Regions from separate parts of the Ovis aries genome. Here region 2 is linked to region 1. The links are chromatin contacts, called in public Hi-C maps. All regions are on one chromosome and are shown on one strand. Each heading gives the region's core, a stretch centred on a gene start, on an enhancer-like site or on the middle of the called end of the contact. The rest is flanking DNA. Distances are from core to core; before and after follow the strand shown. Region 1 holds the start of LOC132657814 (a long non-coding RNA gene). Region 2 has its middle 250 kb from the start of NCAM1.

What was found. A called contact is a pair of places that touch in the nucleus more often than the background predicts.
Region 2: a contact with region 1 is called in a Hi-C map of hypothalamus, with 2.8 times the contacts expected there. The contact joins two enhancer-like sites. A contact is called at or near these places in 3 of 16 Hi-C or Micro-C datasets (hypothalamus, skin fibroblasts and tail adipose tissue).

The regions. Positions count from the first base shown.
Region 1 is chr15:22,738,555-22,742,703 of ARS-UI_Ramb_v3.0, reverse strand. LOC132657814 (a long non-coding RNA gene) reads right to left here and starts at 8. Exons shown (of 2, transcript XR_009596508.1): 1 at 1-8. Within about 2 kb of position 2,838, at least 10 of the 54 cell types and tissues checked have an H3K27ac peak or open chromatin away from gene starts, as enhancers often do. A contact at or near this core is called in hypothalamus, where this site is marked.
Region 2 is chr15:22,911,043-22,915,495 of ARS-UI_Ramb_v3.0, reverse strand. No RefSeq gene overlaps it. Among named protein-coding and RNA genes, the nearest start is that of NCAM1, 250 kb to the left of the region's middle. Within about 2 kb of position 2,340, at least 12 of the 54 cell types and tissues checked have an H3K27ac peak or open chromatin away from gene starts, as enhancers often do. A contact at or near this core is called in hypothalamus, where this site is marked.

The DNA.
Region 1 (4,149 bases), core at 1,589-4,088:
GTTTATCTGGAAGCTACCCGAGCACAGCTTCTGGTTCCCTGCTTCAGGCCCCCCCCCTCCCCCCCGTGAGGGCACACTGTTCCTGGAGAAGGGGGAAGCCAGGTTGCCAATGGGAAGTGTTCATATGTAAACATTTCTGGTAAATTGCCTAAAGAGATCTCAGAAGAAAGAAACTTGAATTTTCCAAAGCTATAGTCATTTCATATTTGAGAGATGAGCTCTGCATCATACTAAATGAATATTCCCTTTTATAGCTAATTTTGGTTTCCTTGGTGGCTCAGACAGTAAAGAATCCTGCCAATGCAGGAAACGGTCGGTTTGACACCTGGGTCAGGAAGATTCTTGGACAAGGGACTAGCTACCCACTTCAGTATTCTTGCCTGGAGGATTTCATGGGCAGAGGAGCCTGGCAGGCTACAGTCCATAGGGTTACAAAGAGTTGGACTGGACTGAGCAACTGTCACACACAGCTAATTTTATGCTTGTTTGTTATTTCTTAAAGCCCCCTCCCTATAAGTTGTACCAATTTCAGATCTCATAAAACATGCACCCACCCCTAAATGCCTCAAAATGTTGTTGTGTGGAAAAAATAAAATGACCACTAAAAGCTGGACCCAGAAAGCTGGAAATAAATGCTTCTTATCAATAAATCAAATTCTGAGGTCCCTGCTCAACTCCCCTCTACCCAAGTAAGGTGGAGTAGGAGGAGAAAGGCAGTCAAGAGAGACCTCCCCCCTGGATTGCGAAACAGACTGAAGAGTTGGCAGGGAGCCTGCTGCCCTCCAGCCAGGACCCCTCCGGTCAGCCGGGGCCTGATGATGTAGTAGCTTGATTCAGTGGATAAACATCTAGCGCAGCTTGCTGGAGGCCCCCAGCCTCGTATTACTGTTGACACAGAGCAGATTCTCTTTCTCTAAACCACTGTTTATATCTTAGCCAAGTGTCCTACATAAATCTCCCATCCAACCACCAGACTCTCTGGCTGCTACAGAAGTAGCCAACTAGAAAATTGCCTAATAAGGAGTTTGCTGCAAGAACTAGGGGTATCTCCATATGAAAGGCTGCCTTGTGGGCACTGACAGAAAACCCCGATAGGAGACTTTGCACAATGGAGGTCCAGAACAGAGTTGGAGGCAGCTTCAGCTTAAAGGAAGGTTCTCAACCAGGAGTCTGGGTATGTGAAAGATAGGTTCCGTTCAGGTCAGGGTCAGAGAACATACTGAAATCCCAGTTCAACAGCTGTGGGAATAAGTAAGTTCATTTGTAACATTTTTTTGTTTGTTTGTTTGTTTCCACGTATAAGTGATATGTGATATTTGTCTTTTCTAGTAGTCATGCATGGATGTGAGAATTAAGCCATAAAGAAAGCTGAAGAATTGATGCTTTCAAATTGTGCTGCTGGAGAAGACTCTTGAGAGTCCCTTGGACTGCAAGGAGATCAAACCAGTCAATCCTAAAGAAAATCAACCCTGAATATTCACTGGAAGGACTGATGCTGAAGCTAAAGCTTTGGCCACCTGCTGCGAACAACCGACTTGTTGGGAAAGACCTTGATGCCGGGAAACATTGGGGGCAGGAGGAGAAAGAGGTGACAGAGGATGAAATGGTTGGATGGCATCAGCGACTCAATGAACATGAGTCTGAGTACACTCTGGGACATAGTGAAGGACAGGGAAGCCTGGTGCTGCAGTTCACAGGGTCACAGAGTCAGACACGACTTAGTGACTACCAACAGCAATGATGAACTTATTTATAAAACAGAAACAGACTCACAGACTTGGAGAATGAATTAAATGATTACCAGGGAGGCAAGATAGGGGGAGGGAGAGATAGCTTGGGAGTTTGGGATTGACATGTACGCACCGCTATATTTACAATAGATAACCAAAAAGGACCTACAGTATAGCACAGGGAATTCTGCTCAATATTCTGTAATAACCTAAATGGGAAAAGAATTTGAAAAAGAATACATACATGTATATGCATTACACCTGAGACTAACACAACGTTATTAATCAACTATGAAAGTGAAAGTGTTAGTCACTCAGTCGTGTCCGACTCTTTGCGACCCCATGGACTATAGCGCACCAGGCTCCTCTGTCCATGGGATTCTCCAGGCAAGAATACTGGTGTGGGTAGCCATTCCCTTCTCCAGGGGATCTTCTCGACCCATTGATGGAACCTGGATCTCCCTCATTGCAGGCAGATTCTTTACCATCTAAGCCAGTACTCCAATGTAAAATAAAAAACAAAATTTAATAATCTTTTTAAAAAGTCCTAGGAAGTATGTAGGCTTGGTTCCGGTTCAAACTCATTCTTCAATAGGGGGTTTTCAGAAGAAAAATAGAACACAACTTTGTAATCGCTTTGTGGTTTCATAAATTAATATTAGGGCTTGGTTCAGAGCTCAGCACAGTTGTGTGGTAAGCTGTGGTTTGGGGCTCATGGTCTGGCTGAGGTCCCTGATTGGAATGCCTGGAGAGCTGTGGCTTAGAAGGAGCAAAGGCGCAATCTTCCTCTTGCAGTAGGAGCTCACAGCTGCCTCCAGTTCATCTTGACTCAGTAAGGGGCAGCTCAGAAACGACTCCCCGAGCTAATATATACAGGCCTCTATTTCTTTTCTGCCAGAGTCCTGCATAAATAGCCTCGTCCAGAGTAGCTGTTATCTTAAATAATAATTAAAAAGAGTAAGAGTCACCCTCAAGGAATGGAGGAGGGGAGAGAGCGTCTTTATATTTAGATATTCTGGACTTGATTATAAATCCTAGAGCTTGGCTGCTCTGTGGGTATCTGGCTTCTCTAGGCAGGCCCTCTCTATTTGATCAACCGACTACTGCCATCTAGTGGATTTGGAGGCCTTTGATGATCTGCTGCTGCTGCTGCTGCTGCTGCTGCTGCTGCTAAGTTGCTTCAGTCGTGGCCACCCACCAGGCTCCCCCGTCCCTGGGATCCTCCAGGCAAGAACACTGGAGTGGGTTGCCATTTCCTTCTCCAATGCATGAAAGTGAAAAGTGAAAGTGAAGTCGCTCAGTCACTAGCACCTTAGAAAACAATGCTGGGAATAGATTTTGAGAGAAGCGATGCTTAATTAGGGCAGCAAATCTTCGGGTGGCCTGTAGGTAGGATTATGGCTCAATCACCCTGGAATATCCTTGTGTGTAACTATTCCTCTTTAACATAGATTAAAAGAGAAAAAAGAAAGGTTTAAATATTCATTGCCTGTGGGTCATCAATGTTCTGGAGTTTATTTGGCTATTGAATCAAAACTGCCATTGGGATCCTTACAAAGACTTAGTTAAGGCTGGGGCTGTGGATGGCTTTACTGCTCTGTTCTGAGCTCCCCGTGCAGGCTGCAGTGGCCAGACTGGATGAGAGATGTAGCTATGGTGATGGGAGGAAGCCTTCAGCTAAGAAACAGAAACTCAGATCCCTAGAGCCATCCTCAGAGAGGGTGTGTCAGTCTGTCCGGGCAGCCCTCAGTTCTCAGCCCTCAGGTGGTGGGTATGCCCCTTACTTGAAGAAGGAAGACAAAAGGGGCCAGCCCTGGATTCCATAACTTCCTTCTATGCAAGCTTGTGATTACCTAGAGTGGTTGTTCTGAGGACAGAGCAAATCAAAGAACTGCTGATCTGGAGTTTTCAGGGAGCTTAGGAAAGGAGTCAGGTTAACTACGTAAGGAATCAGCGAATGAGCACAAGTCTGTCTTTAAGATGGACAAGAAACTTGGTAGGAGCCAAAACATTCGAATCAACACTGCAATCCACAAAAAGCATTTGGTTGAGATTTGTAAAGATTTCTCTCTGTTATTGCAGCTTCATTTTCTCCTAGGTTACAGCCAAGCCCTTTCTTCTCTGTCTATTGAGGCTATGAGGTTTCTGTCCAAAGCTGGGAATGGGCCCAAATCACAACGCCCTCCCCAACCCAGGCTTCACTTTTCTCATCCGGAAAATGAAAGTGTCGGTTTGATTACCCTTCAGAAATCTTCCAGCTGAATCTGAATTCTTCAAATCTAAATGTTCTTTTGTAAGTTTTAATTAGTTGGGTTTCAGTTGAAGTCAGGGCCTGGAGTGGACTGAACTCAGGATCTTTTACTAACACCTGGAAGGTCTCCCAAGGAGTGTTCATCCAGAACAGAAGCCTTTGGGGACT
Region 2 (4,453 bases), core at 1,091-3,590, 170 kb before region 1:
GAGGAAGATTTCCCTCCAGCTGTCACCTGGAGCCAGCGGTTGTCCTGGGATTCACTGGTAACTAGGAACCAAAGGCTGTGAGCCAGGATTACAATAGCGTGTTCTGCTCACGCAGATGCCATGGAGCGAGTGGCATGGCCTTTGGAATTCTCCGTCTCTGTCTCCTCCCCAGTCCAGGGCACGCAGTGGTGAAGCCCCCGAGAAGCCCCCAGAGTTCTGTCTGAGAGGACTTCTTACTCAGCAGGGCCTTTCCCAGGCCTCCATTTAGACTCCTGTTCACCGATCCTAAGGCACTGGCCGTTCTGCTCCATCAAAGACCCGGCAGAGATGGGAAGGATTTAGGGGTGCCTGAACCCAGGGGACCACGTGGGTGTTACCCAGCCTGGCCCCGAGCAGAGTCACTGGGGGGAAACTCTGAGCTGCAGGTTGAGAAAGAATGCAAAGGATGAATCAGAGGTGGAAGTAATGCCAAGAACAGGGAAACGGCATCATGAGATCGTAATGGAAACTGTTTGGTACAGTTTAGAAAGCAGAGGGCAAAAATGGTGAAGGTGGAGAGTGGTGTGGAGGCAGGAGACTCAGTGAGCAATGTGTGCTCATGGGGTTTAGCCACGTGGGAGTCCCCACTGCTGAGAAGGACCGCAACATTAATGGATAATGAGGGTTCACAGGGTACCATGGTTGGGGTTCTTTGAAATTAAACAGAGGCTTCCTAGAGATGCCACACCTTCGTTCAGAGCACTAATTCTCAAACGATAAACTCTCAGATGGTGCGGTGAGCCTGGAAAGGGAGATATTTGCAGTCCCTAAAACTGGACCATAAAGCCCCTTGATCTTCCCTTAAAACCAGACTTAATAAGAGAAGTAGGATCTGGAGGGCGGGGGTTATTGAATACGACAAAAGGTGAAAGGTAAAGCTAGAGACAACAGCTCGAGAGCTGTGAGTGAAGAAGGAGGTCTAACTCTGTGCTTGCATAACCATCCCTTAGAGCAGAGAAGGGTGCACGTGTGCCCTGGGACTCTGGAGGGCAGGGCCTGAAGGCATTCCTTGAGAAATCTGAGGTTCTGAAACTGGTGGTCACCAGTTTCAGAGAAGAGTGAGAGGCCAGGGGAAATAGGTGAAGGGATTAAGAGTTACAAACTTCCAATTATAACATAAACAACTCACAGGAATACAATGTACAGTACAGGGAATCCAGTCAACAACATTGTAGCAACTTTGTATGGTGACAGATGGTTACCAGACGTATTGTGATCCGTCCATGATGTATATAAATGTTGAATCACAATGTTGTTTGCACCTGAAACTAGTTTAATATTGTATGTCAACTATATTTCCATTTATAAGCACTTAAGTACATAACAATTTTAAAAAGTAAAGGTTCTTGTGGCACCTGCCCTCTTACCTGGGAGGGGAAGGGCTGCATCTCAGATACTGTGAAACTGAGGACCCTTGATTGGCAGCTGCTGCTGCTTTTTTTTTTTTTTTTGTATTGGAGTATAGCCGATTAACAATGTTGTGATAGTTTCAGGCGAAGAGCAAAGGGACTCAGCCATATATACACACGTATCCATCCCCCGCCCCCCTCACCAAATTCCCCTCTTGGGGGCTGCTTCTGGGGAACCCCTGACTCTGAGAGTGGCTTCCAATGGACCTTGAAACCCACACAGTCCCTGGGAGCTTCCTCAGGAGTCAGCAAAGCCAGGGTGGCAGAGAGAACTACCAGCTCCCTCCCTGACACCTCTCAATCGTGGCGTTTAAGAATCTCCCTGACAGTTTGGCAACACTCTAGGTAAAGGCGGCAGAGCTAATTTGTTAATCTGCCAGAGCCTCGTCCAACATCCTTCTGTGCGCTGACACCCGAGTCCTCGGAAGGCACTAGCTCAGCCGCAGCTCGTCTGCTGCAACTAAGCCACGGCGTTCTCTGCATAATTCATCTGTGCATGAAATGGAAGCTTAATAGCATAAGTAAAGCGCTAAGCAGAAATTGGTGGTAAATGTCTTCTTTAAGTCTTAAAGATAGACTCTACTTCACTCATAAAGCCCAACTTGGTTGTACTTAATGGCATAAAATGTTTTTCTCTGAAGCTATATCTACTGAGTGATTTTTGATCCCCATCCCGCCGCCCTTTACCCAGCCCTTGCCTGCTGAGATGGTCCATCACCCTCTTGGCCTCCCTCGCCATCTCTTTCCACCTGGCACTGAGCCCTGCATCCTCACAGGACCTCATACCTACCCCCAGGGGGCGCTCTAGCAGCAGAGGCTGGAGGCACCTAAAGGCTAGGCGCAGCCAGGCCTGGAGGTTTTTGACATATGGGTGGCTGAGACCCGTGAGGTTCCAGAGTGAGCACAGACGGGCATTAGCATCCATCCTGGGTCAGGAGCTGGAGAGCTGGAGGAGTTGACCTCTATTCGTGCAGAATCAGGAATGCCTCTGATGAGCCTGTTCTCAACAGATCAGCTTGCGGCTGAGCTGCGCCTATGCACAACTTGGTAGGTGCTGCGATGAATCTGACTCCAGCAGAACTGACCTCTTGCATTGTGAGTTTCATTCCGGCTATCTACTGCTGCACACACAAAAATTAAAATACAGTGACTTGATACAGTCACGAGTCACATTCCCCCTGACAACAGAACTTTTGAGCCTTTTCATGCTAGAAGAATGCCTGCTTTGTTCTGACCTTAAGTTAGTTATAAAGCTTCCCTGTCTTTACGAGGCACAATGCCTAATTACTGCTAATTCATTCCATTCTGTTTCCTTTTTCCTTAACGGTAGGTGAGGAAAGGGAAGTCAGCCACAGTGAAGTGATCCTTCGAGTCATTGTTTCTTCAGGGCCTGATTCCAACCGCAGGATAGTAAGCTCTAGGATGGCAGTGGCCTTGTCTGTTTTGTTCCTTGTTGCTAAGCGGTGTGTGGGACCACAGATTCCAGCGAGTGTTAGCCCTCAGCAAGTGGATGGATGAATGAATTCAGCAGCTCTGCTATGCCAGGCACTGTGCTGGGGGCCAGGAATCTAGTAAGGAATAAGATACAGTCCCTACCCTCCTGGAGCTCAGATCCTGTCTCTGTGAGTCCAGGTATATTTCTTGGGTGTTTCTTCCTCAGACCATCTAGGCATTGCTCAAAAACGACCCGACCATATGGGGACCATCTCTCTGTACAACAGCCCAGATGGTGGCTTCACTAGGCAGGATTATTTAGGGGTGATCTTCTCCCAACCTCCCTCTTCTCAGCCCTCACTTAATTACCCAGCATGCCTCATAAATAAAGGGGGGAGGGATTGCCTTCGCCTTGTGAGCATAAATGTTTTCTAAATGATATTGTTCCTGCAGCTTCCGAGAGCCTCGTAAACATGCCTGGCCCTGGATTTATAACCCGACGATAATCCCGTTTAGCCAGCTGCTGAAATCTGCAGTTCTGACCCGTACTCTGGCACCCCACCCCCCACCATCACCCCTCGAAGGGGAACTAGGGGCCAAAGGTGAAAGATCGCAGAGCCTCAGGGGCTGTGCCTGGGGCTGGCCTCCAGCAGGCTGATGCTCTCAACTAAGATGAGTGTTGCTGCCTCTTCCCATTACATCTGCCCTCAAAGCAATGGAGCCAGCCTTCCCCCTGGGCAAACCTCCAGTTCCGTGGCAGCAAGACAGATAGGGAGCAAGAGTACCCTGCACAGCCCTGTTGCTCTCCCTCACGTGTTCATCCCTGCAAAGCCTCTTTAAAAGAACCCAGCCCACCTGTGTCTCTCCTGGGAATGCTCAGATCACTGCAGGCATCAGTGGATGGCTCCAGCATTCTTCCAGCCCCTCTTGCCGACCCGATTTGCAGCTTTTCCGTGTTCAAGACCCTCCCACATGCATTTTGGCTCCATCATTCAGGTTCTTTATCTTGGTATTGACAGCCTGGTTGGGGACCAGCTCTCCCACTTGGCCTCAGAACCTCAACTAACTATGACTTCTGTTCTCTGTGATTTTATTTCAGATGTGTGGATGAGAGATCCGGCAGCCCAGAGGCAACCCCTTGTCTGCTGACCTTCCTGACCGAAGAAGTACCTTGGACTTCAGGGACTGATTACTGTGACACTGAGACCCTGTTGTCAGCATTTCTGGAACGTACATCCTGTTATCTGTGTGGGCAAATGAGTGTCATCCAAATATATCTGAAGCCATACTGCTTCAGCCTCAAGGCCTGGTTTCCTACAGTTCCACATTAAAAAGAAAAACAAATCTAACTCCAAAAGCTGTGAAAAAGCAGTGTAATTTTTTTTTTTTCCCTTAAGGTTCTTGGAGAAATGGCAAAGGGGAACATATATCACATCACACAGAGGAAAGCATTCTCAAGTCCCTGCTTACTCATCCGTCTCTCTGTGGGCCTACCGTATCCAGCAGCAGACTTGCAATATACAGTTAGGCAGGTTGCACACTGCACAACTCGCGGGGGCACCACACACATT